2 separate regions of the Sus scrofa genome follow, and region 2 is linked to region 1. Evidence: chromatin contacts called from public HiChIP or PLAC-seq data. All regions are on one chromosome and are shown on one strand. Each heading gives the region's core, a stretch centred on a gene start, on an enhancer-like site or on the middle of the called end of the contact. The rest is flanking DNA. Distances are from core to core; before and after follow the strand shown.

Region 1 (6,999 bases), core at 4,052-6,551:
GGTAACAATTTGATTTACAATGCAGCAAATATGCAACACTTGAAGCTGTGCTCCTTCCATCGAAATAAAATTAGTGGATCGTTTGGGTGGGCAACTCACGGTAAAAGTTCAGTGACAAAAAGACTTAATGGGGAAAATAAGACAGAAACTTGAAAAACAATACACCGTCTAAAGGGGATACTATTTAATTATATAAAAGGCAGGTAATAAAATACATTTCTCTCTTTCTAATCAGGCAGTGAGGCATAAACTGTTGGGACATACCGCTCGGGGCCACTGCTGTCTGGGACTGAAACACTGGCATTGTACTGCATTGGTCATTGGCGTTCGTGGATGTTGGCATTGGGCATGGGCATTCAATCAGAAGTTGTCAAGTATGGTACCCGTTTGGCAACGAGCACATTTTTGGGCATAGCCAACCAGGGTTTTCACATGGGCGTTCAGGGGCGGATGGGCCAACGTCATGGTGGGCAACGCAGGGGTAAGTCGATCCAGTACATGGGCAACGGAGATATATGGCCAAAAAAACAAGGAGAGGGAAAAGGGGGAAAAGCAATAAATTTTAATTTAATACAAACTATACTCATACTCTCAATTAATGAAACAAGCTTAAGTTGTTCTGAAGACTAACACAATAATGGACTTCTCTATACCTGACTGTGGCTTAACATTTAAGGACCTTTAATGATGGTACTTTTTTAAAAAAAAAAACAAAAAAAAAAAACAAATGATGTTTCAGTAGCAGGCTGGCTCATGAGGGTAGACACAAAACCTGTCATGACTCAAATTCTTGAGGAAAATGGGGAAATAACCCAGATCATTATACAGAACATCTGGATTAAGAGGAAAGAGGTTTATAAAAGACAAAACAAAAATTCCCACACCACCAAAAACCCTAACTCTTAAAAAGACTAGTTTGGTGTCCTGGAGGTTTAAAACGCATTCCTAGATCCTAACAGGCCAGTTTGTAAAATTTAAACAAATTTTCAAGTTAAGTTTACAGTAATCAAGAGAAACATACAAAGATCTGTGACCAAGAGAGAAATGAAATTCTATCAAATAAGTGTTCAACACAAAGTTATTTGCCTCAACTTTATTAGCAAGAAAACATCAAGAGTGTGTACATGAGAAAAAAAATTTAGGAAATTTGGTGTAGCCAAGTCCTATAAATATGCTCACTTCTGGTGATACCAACATTTAATGTGTCTAATCACAAGAGTCAACCCACTATAAAATATGAAGACTCAAACAAATCATTAGTGTTGACAAATGGTTTCCCAGGTGCAAGATTAAGTGCCTACTCTATTCTTTACCCATATTTAAATCATGCAACCTCAATTTCTTTGTGCTCCATGTGCAAGGTGTTAAAGAACACATGGACGAATTGTAAAAAGGGGAAGGGAAATAAAAATTTTGGTGTTTAATCAGCCACCTGCAATGGTTTTCATTAATACTGTATTTGATTCACATATGGGAAACGGTGCAATTGAGGGTTTTTATACTGTTATTTTTAATTAAGATGTTACCTTGCTTGAAGTGAATAATGTAGTGGAAAAGTATTATAAAGTGAGGAGGTTAAATATGGACCCCTCACCCAATTCAATATGGGTTTTGTTAAATCAGGAATGGCAAAACCTGAAATCATCTATGTAATCAATTATTATAAAAGGCTTGTATCTAGACTATAAATGATTTCTATGATGCATCTTTAATTTTATACAAACACATAAACTGAAGCTGCCTGAGTAGTCGTTTAAACTCTTTAATACTTACGTCTGTACGGAGAGCCTTAATATTCTTGCCTCCTTTCCCAATCACTGCCCCAGCATTCTGGAAAAGATAAAGAAACCAAAACAAAACCATAAATACCATGCAAGTCTAATCTCTTTTTTGGCTACAGGGATAAAAAACTACTTGGGGATAGCAAATCCATCAGGTTAACAAAAATTAAGGATCTATGTACTTTGGGGGCTAAATATTCAAAATGCCAGCAACACACCAAATGTAAAACAGAAGCACTGGTACTAAACTAGTTTTATAGTTCCTTTCCACAAAACAAGTAATTGTAGATACCTTGACTTTGTAAGCTATAGTATGAGTCAAGTAAGCTGGCAACATGTGGATGCTTTCTAATGAACCCATGATATAATCAAGATATAATCTCTAATCCATTAATACTTTAAGGATCATCCATACCGATCTCCTAGATTGACCTGTGGTGGCTCACTATCATGGGCTTTCCTTTTTATTGTTAGCAAAACAACAGTCACCATGGTCAAAAGGATATTTAGAAAGAGCCACACAAATCTCTCATATTCTGCAGCCCTTAAGGCCTCCCAGATGGCCCAATAAGAACTTATCTTAATTTCTACTTGAATAACCATTTTCAAATTCTCAAGAATAAATTGATACCTTGCTCTGAAGCAGGATGCGCAGTTCAACCATCTCATCAGTGTTTCTAGATCTTTTAAAAGCTTGTTCTTCTTCCATATCTTCAGCAGGGCGTTTACCTAGAAATTAACAGTTCAGACTTCAGAGAGAGCACCAACATCTTCAAGGACACTTTCCATTACACTTTAGTTTTAAACTGCAAGTTAAATTAGAGAAAGTAATTCCATTCTATTTAGAGATTTGAGGCCAATTTTAAGTTTTAAAAGGCACCTATGCTTAGACTTTAAGCACAAATTGAAGCACTCTCCAGCTCCAATATTTCTAAATATATTTTAACACAACAAAACAGCAATTTCAAAATGCAACATTTTAATATTTACTGTCTTAAAAAATAAATTTAGTTACCTACGCAAACAAGTTACTTCTAGTTCATAAATAAACTCCAAAACAGAACTGATAAGGATCTCAAATTAAAGTAATATAATGAAGCTAACAGGACCAAAAAAAAAAAAAGAAAATCTAAACAGTAAAACGTTCTCTCACCAAATTCGCCATTGGTTTCAGTGTTGGGAAAGGTTTCCTCCGGTTGTTCCGTTTCCATTTTCTTGTATTAAATGGACACACCAATCTGTGAAAAATAGAGAACAGTACATTTGGCTTACTGGAAAGTAAGCTGTGCCCCTAATTAATTTTTTTTTTTTTTTAAAGCAAAGAAATGATTCTACTTCCAGAACGTACCAGTTATATATCCTTGCAGAGCAGAACTGAAGTGTTCTGGGCGGGACCAACTGACACTATGGTGCTGCAGTAGCCTATAAAAACCAACACGAATCAGCTTTCCCTTTTCGGTTACTAAGTACTGATGAATGTTAATTTGAACACAACGACCCAAAGAGCTGTTTTTAAAACGTGTTTGTTTTAGGGTCTTAAACCTCACAATAACTGCCTCAAAAAACAAAAGACCATCATCTGATTTTGTTAAAAATTAACACTAATTTTAAGCCATTGGATCAAGTCCTTCCACAGCAACTAGTTATTTTATATGACAAAGAAAGCCAGAGAAGCATGTAAGGCATATGAGCTTCTGAGCCTGTGTTCTGGGAAGTATAAATTTATGGAAGGATTATTTTTATACTGGAATTTAAAATCGCTTTTGGGTTTCTTTCCTTTGTTGACTTGAAATGCTATCTCCGAAATCTTTAAAATTTACAAACATAAAGCCAAATTCAAACCATATCCAACCGTCAAGTCAATCCATTGGAGCAATAATTAAGTCTGCAAAGTTGATACAAGCAAAACCCGAAACTGCCAGTACTACTTAACCATCCAACAGAACCCTTGAACACCAATACCATCACTAGCGGGATATTTTAAAATTACATTAAAAGCGGGTGTAACCTAACAACCACATCTTCAATACCAGGCTGGTGATGTAATTGCTTTTAGCTCCTCTCTCAAGACTGGTAGAAGGAGGCGACTCGTGGCCCTCGCCAGAATATAGCCAAACAGCTTAGAGCTCAAAGTCAAGGCAACATTTATGCCTTCCACCCGTCCAAACACTAACTGAAAAAAAAAAAAAAAAACAAAAACGCTAACCTTCTGGCCCACCACTCGGTTAAACACTGACGTGAGGTGGCAGATCTGGATAAAAGAGGTTAAAAACCAATACCAAGCTGTTTGCAAGGATAAATAAATATCCTTCGGGTCCTTTAGACACCCTCTCTCAGACCGCGAAAAATCGCCAAGTATGTGCGTGACCCGCCGAGCTCAAACTTGCCCTCCTCGCCCCAACGCCCGATACCGGTGTCGGCAACGGCCAGGCAACAGGAGTTGGAAAAGCTCCCGAGGCGGGAGCACCAGCTCCGCACCTCTCCTCACCCGGATCCGACAGGAAATGGCGGCCCGCGTAATGGCGACTACGTGCTACTAGGCGGAGCCGAGCGCGGACCCCCCTCCCCCACCCACCACGCGGTCCCGAGACCTCATCCCCCGCACCCTCCCCCCCTCCGCGGGAGAGACAAAGCAACGGAGGCAGCCGGGACCATTCCAGCTCTTCCGCTCCCGCTCCAGGCTCGGGCCGGGAGCGCCCAAGTGCGGCGGGACCCACACAAAGAGAGCGGCGGCGTTCTCTACCGCCCTCGGGGCCCACCCGCCGGCCCCTCCTCTTCCCTGCACAACGTGCCTAGTTCCCAAGACTCCAGAACTACAGCTCATGCCACCGGTACCAGCCCTGCGATTCCTCGAAGCCGCCAACACCACAACGCGGACTGCGGATATACGCTCTCAGGGAAATGGCGGAGGGGGAGGGGGGAGGGGAAGCCCGGCAACGTTCCCCCCCCCAGAACCCGCCAACCACTAAGCAGCCCCCAAAGCCTCCCTCAAGTGGAGATATTGGTCTCCGGCGCTCGCCCCCACGCGCCGCTCGCCCAGCCCGACTCCTTACTAGGCAAAACTACCGTCCCTGTGCCGCCGCGCCGCCTCAGCCGGTCACAGCTAGACAGAGAACGAGCGCAGGCCCCGCCGCCCTCCCCCGCCTCCCCGCGCTCCCCTACCCCGCCGCTGTGCCCGATTGGCTGCCCCGGCTACAGCGGTGGCGCGAGGGCGAAATGATTGGCCGAAGGCCGCGTCAATCAAGGCGCCGGAGGAGGCGACAACCCCGCCCCCCGCCGGCGCCTCCCTTCAGGCTAAGGCCGCTAAGGGCCCGAGAAAAACCAGACTTGGAAAAAGTCAACACAGCCTTTGGGGAGGCCAAACCCTGCCCGAGCCCGTAACACCCAAGCCCTTACAACCCTAATTACCTCTAGGCCGCAAATAAGCGGGACGTAGACAAGACTTCGAGGTTGGTGCAGCGAAGAAACAGAGGATAATGGCGTCTGCAGAGCTTTCGCCTGGAGCGCCCTCCTCCTTTCTCGTTCGCGCACTCACTAGCTGTGGGGGAAAGGGGCGGGGGGGGGTAGCCTCTCGCGAGAACTAAAGGCTGTCTCGTTCACGCTCACAGGGAGGGGGCGGGAGAAGGGGCGTCTTCGCGGCCGGGAGGAGTTTTCTGGGTTGGGAGGAGGGGCATGACTGCGCGGCAAATCTGGCGGGAACGAGCTAAAAAGGATTAGGGCGCGCGGCGTAGCGGTTCCTGCTCTCTCAAGTCGAGCGGCCCGGCAGCCGCTGTTGCTCGAGGGAAGTCGGGACGCCCAGGTCGGTGCTAGGCCCAGACAAGTGCCCTTGTTTCCACAGTCTACATTCGCGCCTCCCTCCCTCTCTCCCCGGTATTCCCTTCCCTCCCGGTCTGCGGGGCTTCAGGGCGAGCTGCGCGTCGGTAAGTGCAGCCCGTCCAACGGCCCGGCCCCAGCCGCGGTAACTCGCTGCCTGTAACGGGCCGCGGGGCTCGGCCTGCTGCCTGCCGGCGCCTTGGGCGAGACTCCAGGAAACGCAGGCCGTCCCTCCAGGCCGTGGCGGGCGAGCCCCGGTGTCCTGGAGAACTTGTCCCCTTCTCTTCCGGCCCTGAATCTGTTCACCTTCGGAGAGCCCAGGGTCTCTTGGTCCGGACGACAGCTTTTCTTTTTCTGTTTTCCCTTTCTTTTTTCGCTTTCTTTTCTTGTTCATGAGGCCTATGATACGTATATTTTGTAGTATCGTTGCTGCAGTTATGTGTGAAAAATTTCTGGAAGTATTACTTTCATTTCCTACAATGAATGCAAATCGCAAATTGTGTTGTAGACATCCGCTTTCCAAAGTTCACCCACCTCCTTCAAGCACTCGTCTTGTGTCAGGGTATTCGGCAGTGATTAAAACAGACCAAAACCTTCGCCCTCAGATGTATTATCGACCTAGCTTATTCATTTTATACTTGCTTTGTGTTTGGTTACTTCTAAGGCCCCTGTGTCTGTCTGTGATGATTTCCTTTGTTAAGGCACTTAAGGTCACTCTGAATCGGTGACAAACCTGGAAAATTGCCGGTAGTACCCAGTATCCACATCCTGACTTAACCCGCCGGCTCTCACCCACAACCTCAAATTCATGTGTAAGTGCAAAAATGCTATAATTTACGTGTGAAGCTGAATACACACACACACACACATATATATATATTTTGGTCATGATGAATTTGTGCTGATTCATTCCGTTGTAACTTGATTTCCCTCTTGAAGAATTTGCAAATTAGGTGTAACTAGCCTCTTTTTAAAGTGGCTGTGATCAGCCATCTAGTATCTTACTTGTTTGATTAGGAAGAAACTTTTTAAGGCGATCTGAACACCAACATTTGCTGGCTGGGAGGATAGTTAAATACTGTTAGTACATAGTGTCTGGGATTGTGGAGTTAATAAAAGGTTCTTTGAGTCGCAGTATAATTTTTGTAATGGCCCCCGCCATGAAAAATACTATAGTCTTGTGGGGAGGTAAAACTTAACTCGAGTTTGGTTTTATAATATATGGTTCAGATGTTTAATGTTCAACCAAGAATTGACTGAGTGTATGAAGGGGCTGGGGCTACTTGGATTATAGAGATTTAATCTAGTTAGGATTTGCAGCATTTAATTGAATCTGTCATTTAAAACCCGGGACTTTCATTAACATAAACAGGTACATATAAGGGTACTGTATCAATAATGCTTT
Region 2 (6,724 bases), core at 2,826-5,325, 300 kb before region 1:
TCATCGTGTACTGCTGGTGAGAATAAAAACGGCCACTTTGGAAAAGAGTTTGGCAATTCCTCAAAAAGTTAAACACGAACTATCACGACTCAGTAATTCTACTAGTAGGCATATGTAAAAGAAACATGAAAACGCTATATCCACAAAAAACTTGTGTAAGTACTCACATAGGCATTATTTATAACGATCGAAAAGTAGAAACAAACCAAATGTCCATCAACAGAAAAATGGAGAAATCAAATGTGATATATACCCATACACTGGAATATTATTTAGCAATAAAAAGGATGTACATGTCTACAACTTAAGATGATCCTTAAAAACATTATGCTAAGCAAAAGAAACCAGTCACAAGTTTTCAAAATGTGGTGTGTATTTTACCCCTCTAGGACCTTTCTAATCAGTCCAACCACATCTTGAGTGCTCAAGAGACAGATGTGGCTGAAGGCACCACAGTGGAGAGGCATTCTAGATCTACACTATAAAATACAATTTTAAATGATGTTTGTGATAATGATACTGAGGTGTTGTAATTTCCCTTAAGAAAAGGTTCAATTCTACTCAGTACAATATTCACATTATGTTTAAGTACACTAATATTTTCTAAAAAATTCAAGTGACATACACTGCCTGAATATTTTAGGGAACTGTATTTCAAAATCTTATAATCTAGAGAGCTACAAAATCCTAGAACAAGCTAATTAAAAGCTAGTATATGGAAGCACCCTTCCATTCTCTGCACTAACTTTAATCATTCACACACAAACAACAGCCTTCTGGAGGTATACTTTTTCAGAATAATGTATTAAGAAAATTTACATTACACAGAAACAGTGAAATAGATTTTAAATTACAGAAAACAGAATTTGCCTGATACAGTCTAAGCCTTCAATATTATCCTTTTGTAGGTCTCTTGCTACAATAACTAAAATAAAAAAGACTGATATTATCAAATGTTAGTGGGAATGTGGAGCAACAGGAACTCCGACGCACTATCAGTAGGACCGTAAAAGAGCACAAGCATTTTTTAAAAACATAGTTCCCTGTGAAACTAAACCTACAGCTACCCTATGACCCAGTCATTCCACTTCTAAGCATTTAACATGAAAGATACAAGCACCTGTCCAATCAAAAGATTTATACAAGAATGTTCATAGCAACTAACTGGAAACAGCCCAGGTGACCCTCAACTGGAAAATAAACAGATTACGGTGGTATATCCATACAAAGTAAGAATCATAGCAATGAAAAGGAACTGCTGATGATACACAAGGAGTCTCAAAAACACTAAGCTGAAAGAAAAAGCCTTACTCAGAGTACATACCCAATAATCCCACTTATGTGAAATTCTAGAAAAAGCAAAATGAATCCATGGAAGAAATCAAAACAGTGGTTAACGGAGGAGAGTCACTGAACTGACTGGGAAAGGGCAAGGGGGAAATTTCCTAGTCAATTATAAAGTTCTACAACTTGATAAGGCTTCGGATTACACAGGTGTATGTACGTGGGAAAACTCATGGAATGGCAATTGTGCGCTTCACCGCAAGTCAAATTTAACTAAAAAAAATTTAGGTTAAAAAAATGAATTCAGGTTAATGATAGGCACATTACTAAAGTGCTTTTTAAGAGTAACATGTACTAATGCTTAAAACTTACCCTGAAATGCATCCGAAAAAATAAAATTAATTGTATGACAGAGCAAATAAAGCTAGATACTAACTGTAGGCAATGGACACATGGTGTTCACTGCACAATTATTTCAATTTCCCTGTATGCTAGAAAACATAAAAACGTTAAGGAAATTTTTTATAGTTATATTGAGGGAAAAAAATATGGTGATTCAATAGGTGGTCAAAGTTTCTCACTTGATGCTACACACTCTACTTACTACTTGACAAAACACAACACCTTTCAGAATTATATATACAAATGCCCTAATCATTTATTGTTCCTAGGGACATTCACAAGTACGTTTCAGTAATTTTTGCTTCTTCATAAACTGTTCACGCTGAGATCAACTCAATAATTGTAGAAAATATCCTGAGACGTATATTCAATAAGCTAAAACAATGTGTTAAATTCCTCAAGACTATTAACTGCGGGATTTGTATTCCTGAACAGATTTTAAGTAGCATATTTGCATGTTCTCCATTAACTCCAATTTCGTTGTTATCCGACTGCATACGCTAATATCTGAATAACGCAGTTCTCCCACTAAAATCAAACAAAAAACCTCCCCAATGATTGGCATCTAAGCGATGACAAATACACTTTAAAAAAAGACCAGCAAATCGTCAATGAAAGTCATCCCCTCTTCTGTTTAAGCCTAGTACTAGCACTTAAGATATGGCTGAAAACAATTTCTACGTCATAGTTAATTTTTTCTTTAAAGATTGGAAGATGGGAAAATTTTCAGCACTCAAAACGCAGAACCAAATGTACACGTGCTCGTCATCCCCCAATCCACCTTAACCTGTAGGCAGGTAAAACAATGAGCATCCCCTTTTTTTTTTTTCACGAGACAAAATCGCAGACTAGGCTAAGGCGAACCCTAACCCAGACTCCACCCCGCCCGGAGCCAGGCGGCGGGTCCCTTTCCTTTGTGAGGAGCCAGAAGGAGGCGGCTGGGGGCGGGGAGCTGGAGGAGGAGGCTGGGGGTCTGTGGACGCCCGAAGAAGGAGCCGAGAGAAGCAGCATCTGTTCATCCCCCAAAAAGGCCGCGCGGCCCCCGCCACAAACCTGCGATGCCCCCAGGAGCAAACCCACGAACTTGGGTGTGATCGAATTTGGGATGAGACGCGGGAGAAAGGATGAGGGCACCTCCGGGGACGACCCCCACCACCGCCAAACCCTTGCAAAACCGTCTCCTCCCACGGCGGGCGGAGGTCCTGCCGCCATCCCCACTACGCCCCGAGCCTAGGGCGGCCCTCACCTGCTGGACTGAGCTATTCTCCGGCACTGCGAACTCCTCCTTCTCCTTCGGGGTCTTCACGGTGACTTTCATGATCTTGGGCTCGGCGGAGGCAGCGGCCGCGGGGGCGCCGGCACCTTCGGCCGCGGCGGCGCTGTCCTGGGAGCTCGGAGGGCTGCCGCTTTCACCATTCTCGGCCATGGCGGCGACGGCGGTGACTCAGGCGCGCAGGAGGGAGCGGGCGAACGAGGGGGAGCCAGGCGACGCCAGAGCCGGCCGGCCTGGGCAGCGGAGAATGTGGGGCACGCTGCCTCGGTGACAACGGGCGCAGGGCTGTCCTAGCGGGCGAGGGGCCGCGAAGCTTGGCGTGGACCCCGGCGCAGGCCCGGGTTGGGCGCTCGGCAGCCGCCGTGTGTTCAGATGCCGCTCGCTCACAGCGACATCCGCAGCCGCCGCCGCCGCTTCCTCCTCCCCGCCCCTCCCCCCCACGTCCCTCTGCCGGCGCCGCGCGGGGCACGCCGGGTAACGCGGCTGGAGACGTAGCCGAGTCATGCCAGGCCGGCGCCGCTTGGGACTCTGGCTGGCTTTTTTGCCCTTTCCTGCTCCATTGCTCAAAGCGTAGGCGCGTTCAGAATGAAGGACTAAAAACAAAGTGGGGTAGAAGAGGTCAGTTCATTTCTTTTTACCCCTTTCACCAAAAAATAAACTCGCGTGTTCTCGGGGAGACAGAAAGGGCGCAGAGGGATGACGTCACGGCTAGCGAAAGTACTGGAAAGGGGTATCGACCACTGGGCGCTGCGGCTGGAGATGCGCGTGCGCGCTGGTGGGCCAGGTAGTTTCCCCAACCCCCTCACCTTACACCCCCCCTCCCCCCGGTGGCGGTGCGCACCCCCTTAGCTCCCGTACCTGCTTTGCGTAGCCTGCTGCGAGGAGGGTCTAGAACAAATGCCCGCAAGGTGTTTCGTTGATTTTAAATGTGCTTGATTCTTACCCACTTGGAAGCTTTAAAACACTTGCTCTTATAGCCCGGTGCGCGAGAGTTGAATTATGAATTAATGGAGGAAAAAAATCCTCGTCCTAAGAAAAGGAAAATGGAGTACATGCCTGTAGCCACCTTGCGCAGTTTCGCGGAGTCACTGCTCCATGGCCAGAGCTTCCCACCCTCGGGTCAGTCCCGTTTGGTCAGGTGATCAGGCCACCTGTGTTGACAGTGGCCTCTCCTGCGTTGACAACCCTGCTAGTGCATCCTGGAGTTCTCTGAATACTATCCCCCCAAATGTTTGTGGCACAAGCAGAGTACCCAAGAAGTGCCCACCCAACTGGGACAATTTAATGAAGCTCAGGTGTTCATTTTATATTCTTTCAAATTAAGTTACTGCTTCATTTCAGACTTCAAGTGGCATTAAAGTTTCGAAGATTATATTCAATGAAACATGGGTACAAATAAGAAACAGTAAGTTAATTTCCCTCTAAAGAATTCTAAATTTGAAATGAACTTATCATCTGCCTTTGAAGATGACTTGCAAAGGAATGTACAACACAGGACATGAACTTTATTAACCAGTATTGCACAAGTGTAAACTCTGACACCCCACCATGATCCAAATATGCAAGGATACGTACTGTATTTCTGTTCTTAAGCCATCCAACTCTGTTCTGGTTATAAGTACTCTTACATGAAGACCACTTTTTAGCAGAGCTCCTTTGGAATCTCGGTCTAAGAGGAGCTCTCAAAGTGTAAATTGCAACATAGGCATCATCTGATATCAGCTACATTCCTGGCAGCTTGTTCAATAATAGCATGAAGAAGTTACACAAGGCTCTCTGCTAGAAGATGACTGTTTGTTTGTGTCTGGATGTGAGGTAATCATTACTTGTCAAGGTGGAAAGTTCTGCCATTGGAAAACCAATCATTTATCTCTAACCCTACACTTAGGAAAAATTTCTCTGTAATTATTTATATCTACATCAATTTCTACAAAAATTCTGATGACTATGCTCAATTTATGGAGTAATAGAATTTATCTGTAAGACTATGTAGTTAAGTAATTCATTAGAGCCCTTTTTGGATACAACTCTACCTTGTAAGAAACCATCGAAAGACTAGATAGTAGCTGTATCGGGCTTTGTGGACCATACATTTTCCATCTCAAATACTCAGCTCTGTGCTTGTAACAAAGAACAACTGCAGACAGTGTATGGGTAACTAAGCCTCCCTGTGTCCTGGTAAAACTACTTACAAAAACAGGCCTAGGATCTGATTTGGCCACAGGGTGTCTGAGGCATATTCTTTTGAACAATTTTTGTTTGTTAAATGATTGGTGAAACAAATATAAGAGCTGGAGGTCCTGTCGTGGCACAGCAGAAACGAATCTGACTAAGGACCGTGAGGTTGGAGGTTCAATCCCTGCCCTCGCTCAGCGTGTTAGGGATCTGGCATTGCTGTGGTCGTGGCTGTGACTGGCACCTGTAGCTCCAATTAGACTCCTAGCCTGGGAACATCCATATGCCTCGGGTGTGCTCCTAAAAAGAAAAAAAAAAAATTTCAAGAGCATATGTCATTCATTTTACAAACATTAATTGAGCACATTAATGTCCAAATACTATGTTGAGGATACAGAGGAAAATAAGAGTCAGTGTCTGCCCTCAAAAAAGAGGCAAGGGAGTTCCTGCATTGTCACTGCTGTGGCACGGGTTCAATCCCTAGCTCAGGAACTTCTGCTTTCTGGGGACATGGCAAAAAAAAAAAAAAAAAAAAAAAAAAAAAACAGAGAAAGAAAGGAAGTTGGATGGGATGGGTAATGGGTAGGAGGAGATGGAGTGAGGAGTCTCCCAGTACTCATTTCAGAGAGACAGCAGTGGGTGATGGCTTGAAGTGAGACCTTAATTCTCTGCTCAGGAATTGAACCTGGGCAGCCTGAGTGAAGACCAGGAATCCTAGCCACCAGAGTAGCTAGAGGCTTAAAGCAGAATTGCCCTCTTTCTTGCCCCCTGTCGAAAGCAAGAATGTTTCAAGAAGGCAAAGATTGTAAAAAATAGGTATAAAGTTTATTGTTGGAAACACAGTACAGTGTGTGGGAGAGCACACAGAGAATTTGTTTATCTAAGGCAGAAGTAAAGTGGTAATACACGCCCAAAGGAGTGAGGGTGCAGGTATAATATAGCATTATTAAAGTAAGTCACTTATATAGAACAGTTCTTCCAGGTCTTTGTCTTCCTTTGGCAATTACCTTGTTTTACCTTTTACACTTGACCTGACCCAGAGCCCTCCCTGATCTCCATGCACATCTTTTGGACAAAGTGGAGTCCAAAGCAAAGCATGGTGGAGAGGTTCTCTTGACTTATTATGACCTGGCATACCCTCCCTTTCTGACCCAGAAGGGTCTCTCTGTGCATGTATAGTTGGGGTCTCCCTGGCCCCAAGGACGGGAAGAATGTGACTTCTTGGTCTTTTGATCAAGCAGGGATTATTAGCCCCTCTTCTGATCCTGTCATTATCATTGTTTAACAAGTTCTCAGAAGACAAGTACCAGTTATTTGCCTTGTTCCTGTTGTTATTTCTATCTTGAAATATAGATAGGTGGCTGGTTGTAAATGTTTGTCCTGGAGCCCATCTATCTTCTGCTTCAAGAAGTGTAAATAAGAGGCTAGTTGCAAATTTCTATCCTAGAGCCCATCTACCTCCTGCCTCAGTACCATGCCAATAAGTATTTAATAAACACTCAAGAAAGCAAGCTTTGATTTTTTTAGCATGTGCCAGTTTCCTTGATATAATGCTACTTACAAAATGGCCAATCTCAAGCTACAAACTTG

What was found. HiChIP or PLAC-seq counts read pairs in DNA pulled down with a chosen protein or histone mark.
Region 2: a contact with region 1 is called in an H3K27ac HiChIP or PLAC-seq map of alveolar macrophages. The contact joins the promoter of UBQLN1 here to the promoter of HNRNPK in region 1. A contact is called at or near these places in 1 of 5 promoter capture datasets (fetal liver), 3 of 47 Hi-C or Micro-C datasets (alveolar macrophages, embryonic fibroblasts and epiblast stem cells) and 2 of 2 datasets of contacts at active chromatin or transcription factors (alveolar macrophages and skeletal muscle).

The regions. Positions count from the first base shown.
Region 1 is chr10:30,973,995-30,980,993 of Sscrofa11.1, reverse strand. HNRNPK (heterogeneous nuclear ribonucleoprotein K) reads right to left here and starts at 5,301. Exons shown (of 17, transcript NM_001267845.1): 1 at 5,190-5,301; 2 at 3,130-3,203; 3 at 2,935-3,019; 4 at 2,413-2,510; 5 at 1,774-1,830; 6 at 265-308. The coding sequence starts at 2,992. It overlaps RMI1 (recQ-mediated genome instability protein 1), which reads left to right and starts at 5,445. Exons shown (of 4, transcript XM_005668027.3): 1 at 5,445-5,580.
Region 2 is chr10:31,273,267-31,279,990 of Sscrofa11.1, reverse strand. UBQLN1 (ubiquilin-1) reads right to left here and starts at 4,075. Exons shown (of 12, transcript XM_021064658.1): 1 at 3,818-4,075; 2 at 2,933-3,552. The coding sequence starts at 3,112. LOC110255669 (a long non-coding RNA gene) reads left to right here and starts at 3,445. Exons shown (of 2, transcript XR_002336308.1): 1 at 3,445-3,577; 2 at 4,301-5,679.